Regions from separate parts of the Zea mays genome. Here all the other regions are linked to region 1. Evidence: chromatin contacts called from public Hi-C data. All regions are on one chromosome and are shown on one strand. The core of a region is the stretch at or near the end of the contact, and the rest is flanking DNA. Distances in the headings are between cores, read along the strand shown.

Region 1 (3,510 bases), core at 258-2,757:
GAGGTAGTCCTTGACCCGGTCGAGCTTGAGGAGGCGGAGTCGGCACTTGGAGAGCGGCGCGACGTTGGGGAGGCGCGCGGCCGCCTCGGCGCCCTTCTGCTTGCGCTGCTTCCGGCCGACGCGGGAGGGCGCGGCCGGCGGCTCGAACTTCTTGTCCTTCTTGTCGCCGGCGTCCCCCGGCTTGCGGTCGCCGGCGCCGCCCTGCTTGCCCATTCCTCCCGGAGTGCCCTGCCCCATGGTCGACGAAGTGGTTGCTTGGGATTTGGGTTCGGGTTCGGGGGAGCGATGTGAGCTGCGGATGCGGGGAAATGCGATGCGAGGTTTGGGACTCCGACTTGAACTTTCCCAGCAAAAGATGAAGATGATGGGCCTGTCTGGAATGCACGGGCCCTGATGTTTATGGGCCTAGGTTTCACACAGAGCAGCCTAGATCAGGCCTGGCGTATGGGCTTTATGTGCCAGCAGCCCAGCACAACCTTTTAAAAAATAGTATATAGAAGGAGATGGAAGAATTGTTTTGAAAAAAAAACATTTTTAAAAACACATCAATGTTTGCACGACATATGTTCCTTTTTAATTGAGAGAGAGAGAGGTTGGGGAAAATTGTTGCGGGCTAGTATTATATTGAAAAAAAAGTGGTTTACATGACTGCATTAGGTATTGTGGTTGTTTATACGATGCATCACTCACGTTGTAACCAGCAGTATAATGAGTGTGAGGATGTGGCCGTGTACTGCGAACTGCTACTAGTATGGTTGCGCGGCGGCGGAGAGCACGGCGGACAAGGCGAGCGCCGCAAAGGCTATGAAAGCCAGGCTGATGGCGGCCGTCATGGCGTCCGTGAAGACGTTGAGTACGGCGGATCTCATGCGGAGGGTGATGGGGAGAGCCGCCGCCGACGCCGTGATGAGCAGGTACGCCACCACCTGGTCGCCGGCGAAATCCGCGAGGCCGCCACCCGCTCTCCCGGAGGCGCGCATCCGGCGGAAGCCACGGGTGGCCTGCGCGGCGGAGTAGGCGCAGGCGAGCGCGGAGGCCCCCAGGAGGCCCCGGTACTCCGGGTAGCGCGCGAACTCCATCCAGTCGCCGTGGCGGCAGGACGCGACGAGCGCGACGGCCACGAACGCCATGACCGACGCGGCCGCGCGCAGCAGCAGCAGGACCCCGTCCAGCGCCCGCGCTCCCGCCGGCTGCTGGTGGTGGTGGTGGTGGTGGTGGTGGCGCGCCGCCGAGGAGGACGACCGGGTGGTGGTGGTGGTGGCGACCATGCCGCCGTGTCGGCCGTCGTAGGAATCGTAGGCCGCCGCCGCCGCCTTGTTGTGAACCGCGTAGCCCAGAGGAGGAGGAGGAGGAGGCTTGGCGACGTAGTACGCGGCGGGGCTGCTGGTGGTGGCTTTGGGCGTGGTGGGCATCGCCATGATGTCCAGGTCCATGCCTTCTTAGCGGGGAAGCAAATGCTACATACAGAGGGCCAGCTAAATGTAACGATTAACGAAGAAAGTGGTGATGGATGGAGAGCGAATCGCGTCTTGCTTTTGTTGATGGCTGCTTTTCTTGCTTTTTTTGGGCCTTTGTGTACAGCCTTGCGTTGCGTCGCGTGTTAAGCAACCGCCAACCTATACAATCTTCGTGCCAGACCAGGAAAATAGCTTATCAGATATGTTGCCCAGGTGTCTGATTAAGCCCTCTTTCCTGCGTAAGCAAGCACCCAATTCACCCTGCAAGCAGTTGCTGTCATCAACAGTTTTACTTAGGTTGTTCTCTCTAAAATTCTTCCCCTATATCACTTTTTACGTCACATCATCAACATTTTATCATCTACTTCTTCATCTCCTGCAGCGGTTCCCCCTAAATTATTCCACTATACCCCACTACAACATAAAATATCATTTTCTATACATACTTTTCATCTACTATTAATTTTTCTTCTACTAATAATTGAAAGTGGGCCCACGTCAACAGTACTTGGAGGGCAGTCGCACGCACGCCACAACAAGGGGGAGAGAAGCGGACCTCCACGTAGGAGCCCTGCTAGGGGCAGCGCTGTGGCGATTTTTGCCTCCTGTAGCCGGCATACGGACTGAATTTTTTCTTTTTCAGCCCTATTTTCAAAAAATGTTTACGTTTGGACCCCCAGAAATTTTATATACAATTTTGGACCCAAAGCTCGGCGCCATGGGATGTGGCGCCGAGATAACACATCTCGGCACCGTGATCTGTGGCGCCGAGCTGGCTGACGCGGTAGCCGACGTGGCGCCTAGCTCGGTGCCACAGATCTTGGCACCGAGCTATGACATAAGCGTCCGAGCCGTTTCTTCTTCCTTTCTGTCGTTCCCCTGCGCCACAGGCTGTCCCGCCGCCCACCTGAGGCCCCCGCGCCGCGCCGCCCGCCGTCCCCCGCGTCGCGCCGCCCGAGGTCCCTGTGCCTCGCGTCGCTCACCGCGACGCCGCCTACCACCCTGCTCCCCGTCGTGCCGCCCGAGCGTCGCCTGGCCCCTGCTCGTCGCCGACCGACCCCCTGCTCCTCGGCGCGCCGCCCGCAACGCCGCCCGGCCCCCTGCTCCCCGCCGACCGACCCTTCGCGCGCCCGCGCCACCGCCCGAGCCGCCGGCGGCTGTCCAAGGTATTTTTTAAATTTTAAAATAATTTATACGTATTTATTTGATATTAATTGTTTAGTTAGTTTTTAGTTATTGTTTACATGTTATTTATAAGTTATTTAAATTAGTTCTCATGCCATGTGCCATTTTTAATTATTAATGAGTTAGGTTTAGTCGTTAGTGAGTAGTCATTAATTTTGTAGCATAGTTTAAGGTTTATGGTTTACTTGTAAGGTAGAAGTTAGAGTTAATTAACATTGTTTAGCATTTATTTAGCTTAGGGTTTATTTAGTTTAGTACTTTTATATGTTCAGCCATCGGTTTATCTGCAGGTTTTAGAAACTTGACCATATAGGGGAGGTGCTGCCCATTTTTTTACTTGATAGTGTTAGTCAGATACCATATTTAATGGATATTGAGTTAGTAATGTGTTTGCAATAGATGGACACCCTAGTGACACTATACCATGGAGGAAGCGTGAAGATAGATGCTTATGGGAATGTTCGTTTTGCTGGTATGAAGATCGTGACCATGATGTTCGATGAAAGACCATCTTTTGACAAGATTTTCGCTCGAGCTTGTGAGGAGATTAGGTGCAACATAAACGACCCTAGAATATCAATCCAGGGTTTGTTGTCCCATATTACATATGGAACAGTTGTCCGACGGTTGATCTCCATTGCCTCATAAGATGACTGGGTGAGATATGTAAGAATTGTGAAGACGATGGTTCCACCATGTTTGGATGTGGTTGTTCAAAAGTTATATGTTAGTCATTGCGATGCTCCAGTCGGGTTGTCTCCACAAATGCCAAATGCATCTCGTATTGAAGCTCCTTTGGTAGAGCTTCCGGAAGAAGTGGTTGTTGTGCCCGATGCTCAATCGGGGCCGCACGAGTATGAGATTTCTT
Region 2 (3,510 bases), core at 757-3,256, 160 kb after region 1:
AGCTTATGATAAATGAATTATCAGTTTTATGACATTGTACTGCTAATTTAACCAGTTGATTCCATTTGTAGCTGAGGACTGTTAAAATTTAAGAAGTAATATTGTATTTTGATCAGGCAAATTCAGTTTGTTTTTCTTGGACATGCATCTTTCTTTATTTAGCTTTTGTGCAAGATTAACTGATTTCATCTGTTTCATGTCAGATTTGAGGATTATTTCTCAAACCGCGTGAAGCAGCTTACATTCACTTTTCCTGAAGATGCTGCTACTAGCACAGGCACTCCTTTCTGGTCGGCCCCAAAGCGCTTTCCCCGCCCTCTGCAATTTTCAGCCACTGATTCATCTCACATCAACTTCCTCATGGCTGCTTCAATACTGAGGGCGGAGTCATTTGGGATTGCTATACCTGAGTGGGCAAAGAACACTAGCAAGCTGGCCGATGCGGTCAATAAGGTTGCAGTTCCTAAATTTGAGCCAAAGAAAGGGGTGAATATTGTGACAGATGAGAAGGCTACTAACCTTTCTAGCGCCTCAGTTGATGATGTTGCTGTTATTAATGATCTTTTGGCGAAACTGGAAGAATATGCCAAGGGCCTGCCACCAGGGTTCCAAATGAAACCTATCCAATTTGAGAAGGTAAGTATTCCAAATGAAACTCAATTTGAGAAGGTTCCCCAACGTGCACTTTTCTTTTATTAGGATTTTGTTTGTTCGAGTCAGATGGATATGAATTTAATAGCATGCGCTGCTTTCTTTCCCCAGGATGATGATACTAATTTTCACATGGATTTAATAGCTGGGCTTGCAAACATGCGCGCAAGGAATTACAGCATTCCTGAGGTTGACAAGTTGAAGGCTAAGTTCATCGCCGGAAGGATCATCCCGGCCATCGCAACTTCAACAGCCATGGCCACAGGTCTAGTGTGCCTGGAGCTGTACAAGGTCATTGCTGGGGAGCACCCCATGGAGGACTACCGCAACACATTCGCCAACCTAGCTATACCTCTGCTGTCTATGGCGGAGCCGGTTGGGGCCAAGCTGATGAAGCATCAAGATATGAGGTGGACCGTATGGGACCGGTGGACTATCAGGGGCAACCTGACTGTGGCGGAACTGCTGCAGTGGTTCAGTGACAAGGGCCTCAGCGCCTACAGCATGTCCTGCGGCACCTGTCTGCTGTACAACAGCATGTTCGCGAGGCACAAGGAGAGGCTGCAGAGGAAGGTGGTTGATGTCGCCAGGGAGGTGGCCAAGGTGGAGGTTCCTGAATACCGGAGGCACATAGATGTGGTGGTAGCATGCGAGGATGACGATGGGAATGACATTGACATTCCTCTAGTCTCGGTGTACTTCCGATAGTCTCCCTCTATCTGCACATACAAAGTCAAGTCTATTATGTCGTCCAAGAGAACACATTCGGTCATCTGGAACGATAAACAGACGATGGACTGCATTCAATCAAATTCCCATGCCAAGGGCTAATTTGGGAACCTATTTTTTAAGGCATTTCTATTTTTCCAATTAAAAATGAATTAATTTCTCTTGAAAAATAGAAATACCTTGAGAAAATGGGGTTTCTAAACTACACCCAAAGAGATTTACTAGTCACAAGTAGGACCGGAAACCGGAAACGAGCTGATCTCGGCTTGGTAACCCAGCTAGTTAGTCTTGGCTCGGTGAGTTGAGAGACCTAGCTTGATTCGGGCTTGTTTAGGCTCGTGAGTCCACTTGAGAGCCACCACATTAAGTCTTAATTTAGAGTATAAATTATATATTTTTATTATATAAAATAAAAATATAAGTTAAAAATTTAGTAACATATTTTAAACTATATCTAGTATTGAGTTCGTTGCGGCGACGGTGGATAAGGAGGCAGGGGCACGTCGTGTAGTTTACACTATGTGTTTAATAGGTAGTAGAGATATTTTATAACATACGTATAGCTAACAAAAAATGATCAATTATTGACTAGTTTGTTACGATGTGACATGGTCGTCTTTGATTTATTTATTGCATGATCTAATACATGATATTATATGACTAAAACTGAGATATCTCGATTAAAACGGGAAAAATCGAAAACGTTCAAATTGTTTCTGTCCAGTTTTTATATTTGTCTAAAACAAAAAAAAACGATCGAAATATCTAAATATGAATTTGAATAGGTTAATATAGAAATTGGTGTGAAACTAAACGGTATATATCTCTATCATTGTCACCTCTAGTCACGCCATGGAGGGAGTTTCAGGAGGTCACCATGTCCATGTGGTTCTCCGTCGGTCTTAAAATGGTGGTGTTTTGTCACGTACAAAATAAGGGAGTTATTTGTAGTTCAATAGACAAACGTTCATGACTTGGTCCCCAATCCCATTTTAATTAAAGCGTCGTGTTACACAAGTCAACCAAAGTCAATCGCCGCGCTTAATTTGCTCTCGCCCGCCCGCCCGCTACGTCTCCCATTTCCTTATTAAAAAGAACCAAATCTATCCATGCATGAAAGCATCTCGTCTCCATGGACACCAGCGGCATCGTCGGGTCCGTGGACGGGCACAGGCCCGCGGCGAGCGGCGCGGTGGCCTGCCCTGCATCCGGCGTTTCAGGCTTCATCACGTCCACCGGCGGCGGCGGGGAGCCTCCTCCTAGGGACGCGACCCTGGGCCGGCACCTGGCGCGGCGGCTGGTGCAGGTGGGCGTGAGCGACGTGTTCGCCGTGCCGGGGGACTTCAACCTGACGCTGCTGGACCACCTGATCGCGGAGCCCGGCCTCCGCGTGGTCGGCTGCTGCAACGAGCTCAACGCCGGGTACGCCGCCGACGGGTACGCGCGCGCGCGGGGCGTGGGCGCCTGCGTTGTCACCTTCACCGTGGGCGGGCTCAGCGTGCTCAACGCCATCGCCGGCGCCTACAGCGAGAACCTGCCCGTGGTGTGCGTGGTGGGCGGGCCCAACTCCAACGACTACGGCACCAACCGCGTCCTCCACCACACCATCGGCCTCCCGGACTTCTCGCAGGAGCTGCGGTGCTTCCAGCCCGTCACCTGCCACCAGGCCGTCGTCAACAACCTGGAGGACGCGCACGAGCAGATCGACGGGGCCATCTCCACGGCGCTCAGGGAGAGCAAGCCCGTCTACATGAGCGTCAGCTGCAACCTGCCGGGGCTGCCGCATCCGACGTTCGCCACGGACCCTGTGCCATACTTGCTGGCGCCAAGGCCTAGCAACCTGACGGGTCTCGCCGCCGCCGTCGAGGCCACCGTGTCGTTCCTCGACAAGGCCGTGAAGCCGGTGGTGGTGGCCGGCCCCAAGATCCGCGTGGCCAAGGCCGCCGCCGCCTTCGTGGAGCTGGCGGAGGCGAGCGGGTACGCGGTGGCGGCCATGCCGTCGGCCAAGGGCCTGGTGCCGGAGACGCTGCCGCGGTTCCTGGGCACCTACTGGGGCGCCGTGAGCACGGCGTTCTGCGCCGAGATCGTGGAGTCCGCCGACGCCTACCTCTTGGCGGGCCCCATCTTCAA
Region 3 (3,510 bases), core at 496-2,995, 130 kb after region 1:
TTTGCTCCCGGTTGATTTGAGAAGAGAAAGCTCACTCGGTCGGAGGGACCGTTTGAGAGAGGGAAAGGGTTGAAAAAGACCCGGCCTTTGTGGCCTCCTCAACGGGGAGTAGGTTTGAGAGAACCGAACCTCGGTAAAACAAATCCTCGTGTCTCACTTCATTATTTGCTTGCGATTTGTTTTCACGCCCTCTCTCGGACTCGATTATATTTCTAACGCTAACCCGGCTTGTAGTTGTGTTTATATTTGTAAATTGTAGCATGACCATTAACTATTAGTTTTAGTGTATTCAAACACCCTCTTTTTCGGTTGAAGGAGATTTGTACACATCCAGCAGTGTTTGGTATTAGGCTGTCTCCAGCAACGTCCCCCTAAATTCTATCCCCTAAAGGAATATTCTCTGTCCTTTACAGAACTCTCTAAAAAATTTCGTCCTCTATATCTTCGCCAACTCCAGCAACGTCCTCTAAATTCGGTACTCTATATCTAACAGAATTCATATACTCATTTTTAATACTTATTTTTTATATTAATACAATTTGAACTTATGTGCGTAATGGAAAAATGAAGTTATTTATTTTTAGAAATTTTATAAAAATGAATTAGGAACTAATTATAATAATTACATTTTGCAACCGACATTACTAATCATTTTTTCATAACGCCGTCTACGTACATATCTATATATATATTGGACATAAACTGATAATACTAATCTAATAATCCCAATTAGCAAAAGTGCTGCTACTATTAGATTTACACGCAAAAAAAAGAATAGAATTAATCGGCCAACAGAGGTAGTAGAGGTAGCTGCAGACGGATGACCACATTGAAGAGCGGGCCCCAGGGCTGAGCAGACGGATAGTGCGCGTAAGGACTCCTCTACGTTTAGCGTTCGCCGTACGTCCTTTATATTTTAGAGTTCCTTTTAGAGTTCCTTGTTGGACGACATAGAGAACGTTTCGTACTCTAAATTTAGAGTACAGAACCATTTAGCGTGTATTGCTGGAGGCAGTTAAATTTAGAGTACAGAACCATTTAGCGTGTATTGCTGGAGGCAGTCTTAACCCAGTAAATTGTAGCATGGGTGTGTCGTCTACTAAATCTAGCGTCTTTCTAGCGTTCGGTAAACGGTGTCTTGCTCGTTGTTTACTTTTTTTGTTCGTGTACCAGTACGTCTTGTTGGGCGTGTGTGTAACTTTTCCAGCGTAAGATCGTTTTTTTGCGTCAAACAATTTATAATACAAATTTCCGGTATACTATTTTGCTTATTAGAAGCGATAAGAATTCCTCGCTAAAATTGAAAAGTAATGTAACAAATATTTAAATTTCATGAAATACACAATAAATTTAAATTTTTAAGTACAAGGTTGGTAAAAATAAAATGTAGATTATGAAATTGAGTAATATTGTAAATATAGAGGATCAAATTTAGATAACGTTATTGAAGATAGAGAAGATATATATGATACAATTTTTTACGGTGTAATCTAAAGGTCCGAGAATATATTTTTAGACCCGTTGTCTTATCAAGGGTCTGTTTAGTTCGTGGCTAATTATGTCATACTTCAAGTAAGGTTAGCCTTTTGAATTGAAGAACTAATATCTAAAAAAAGTTACGCTAAATATGGTAAATTAGTCAGCCTTTTACACTTCTGTTTTTGGGTTTCGGGTGCGCGCTGCCTTCACTCCTCGCTGGGGCCCACGATGATGATTAAAAAAAAAAGCGGGCGATGCCATTTGTTGGCTGGACACCTGGAGCTTGAGGACTTGACTGTGGACTCCACTCCACTTCCTTTCCTTCCTCAAGGCCCCAACGGCCAACCCATCTTCTTCACTGTTCAACGGCCTGGTATACTTCGCCAGCCGCCAGCCGCCGGCCGCCGGCCGCCGCATTGCCCATCCACAGCGGCAGTGCAATCGATTGTCTTCCTTCTACTGGTATCCGGTAAGGTAGCCCTGCTTTTATTGTGTGGGTTGATTATCTTCGTCTCTGTCAGAACCGGGGCTGGGGTTTTCTTTAATCGTTGCCGCCGTGAGTCAGTCACCGGTAACCAAAGCCGAATCTTTGTTCCATTTTGGCTATGAACTTTTCTTTTGTCTGTGTTGTGTTTAGCAGGCACTTTCGTTTGTGTTCATGTGCCTCAAGTAATATTGCTGTCAACATGGTCAAGGGATCCACAGGCCACCACAGCAACCCCATCGCTCCAGTCCGTAAGTGATAGTTTCAGCACCTGCATCTCTTGTGCCAGCGGACAGAAACTTAGGATCTATCCGTTGCTTGCAGCGTTTGAGGCGTTTCATAACGGATCATGGCATGGAGCCAATTCTATAATGATACGGGATGGTGGTTTGCTTGTAAAATTTGTCTCCTCTGGATACGCAGTCGCAGTCCAGCATGATATTGATGGGTCCTATCTGCGCGTTCGTTCTAGAAAGGCAACTTGCTCGGATTGCTCACATGTTCTCAAGCCAGGCGCCGATGTTTGTGTATGGCAAGCAGTTTACAGAGGAGAAACAAAAGATTCTGTATGTCACTTCCTTCCATCTTTGCTATCCTTACTTCAATATGGAATGGATGCATCATCTCACATCCGCTTTGTTCTCTTTATACGTGCAGGTACTGTTGTGCTGCCGTGATGCAAGGCTCATCAAAATCAAGAGAAACCATCAATCGGACCGGTGCCTATGCTTGTTTGCCGTTATTTTCTACAAAGACCAGTGCCCAGGCAGCAAAGAAAAAGTGATATCCGGTACAATAGCTGACGTAGTGACGATAGACGACATCTGCATCTTGCAGAATCTCCAACCTGAGGAGCTCCAGGATGGGAGCGTGCGATGGAATTCTGCAGTGGACTGCTTCCATCATAACAGAAGCAAGCTGCTAAGTGCAAGATTCTCCCTGGAAGTCGCATACCTCATAGTTTTGTCTAGCCTGAGGAGAATGGAATTCAACATCAAGATGGTCGACGGCAACATCATTTACCAGATCATCAAAGGAGACCAAGCACGGGATAGTATTGATTCCATGAGCATACCTCCAGGTTTTGGGAAGAACATGGACATAATATCATTCAAACCACGTGGTGAGGCTTTACGCCCAATTACCAGAACAGTTCCAGTCACTCAGGTTGAAGAAGGCAATCTCACAGAAGATGGGTGTATCGCCGTGAAGGGAGAATCTGATAGTGCACAAGATGTCGAGATCTTGTATGCGCATGTGGACATAAGACGCTCAAAGCGTATGAAAACTCAACCAGATCGCTTTACTAGTTATGATGCGCGTAATTTCAACCGGACCTACAACAAGAAAGAAGCAGATGGACCATCTACTAAGTATGAAGATTCGGAGAGCGGCTTGAGTTGTGATTCATCAGAGCAGAGAGAATCAAGTGATGAAGAGGCCTTAGAAAATCCAAGGTCTATGGCAGCCGAGCACAAGTACCCAGTGAAAAGAAATCAGTGCTCTTTGCCTGTAAAAGAGAAACAGATCTCAATGGAAATAAAGAA

Evidence for each region. Hi-C and Micro-C count contacts between places; a contact is called where the count stands out from the background.
Region 2: a Hi-C map of leaf shows a contact between it and region 1, with 6 times the contacts expected there. The contact joins the promoter of LOC103634444 here to the promoter of LOC100274995 in region 1. A contact is called at or near these places in 4 of 25 Hi-C or Micro-C datasets (bundle sheath, ear, leaf and 1 more) and 1 of 3 datasets of contacts at active chromatin or transcription factors (seedling).
Region 3: a Hi-C map of tassel shows a contact between it and region 1, with 4 times the contacts expected there. The contact joins the promoter of LOC103633601 here to the promoter of LOC100274995 in region 1. A contact is called at or near these places in 5 of 25 Hi-C or Micro-C datasets (ear, leaf, root tip and 2 more) and 1 of 3 datasets of contacts at active chromatin or transcription factors (leaf).

What each region holds. Positions count from the first base shown.
Region 1 is chr7:183,582,986-183,586,495 of Zm-B73-REFERENCE-NAM-5.0, forward strand. LOC100274995 (CASP-like protein 4B1) reads right to left here and starts at 1,508. Exons shown (of 1, transcript NM_001149220.2): 1 at 594-1,508. The coding sequence starts at 1,433. The coding sequence ends at 747.
Region 2 is chr7:183,743,715-183,747,224 of Zm-B73-REFERENCE-NAM-5.0, forward strand. It overlaps LOC103634444 (pyruvate decarboxylase 3), which reads left to right and starts at 2,007. Exons shown (of 1, transcript XM_008655966.4): 1 at 2,007-3,510. The coding sequence starts at 2,513. LOC103633603 (ubiquitin-activating enzyme E1 3) reads left to right here. Exons shown (of 7, transcript XM_008655310.3): 6 at 204-636; 7 at 763-1,506. The coding sequence ends at 1,359.
Region 3 is chr7:183,710,882-183,714,391 of Zm-B73-REFERENCE-NAM-5.0, forward strand. LOC103633601 (SNF2 domain-containing protein CLASSY 1) reads left to right here and starts at 1,746. Exons shown (of 6, transcript XM_008655307.3): 1 at 1,746-1,948; 2 at 2,120-2,214; 3 at 2,288-2,529; 4 at 2,621-3,510. The coding sequence starts at 2,166.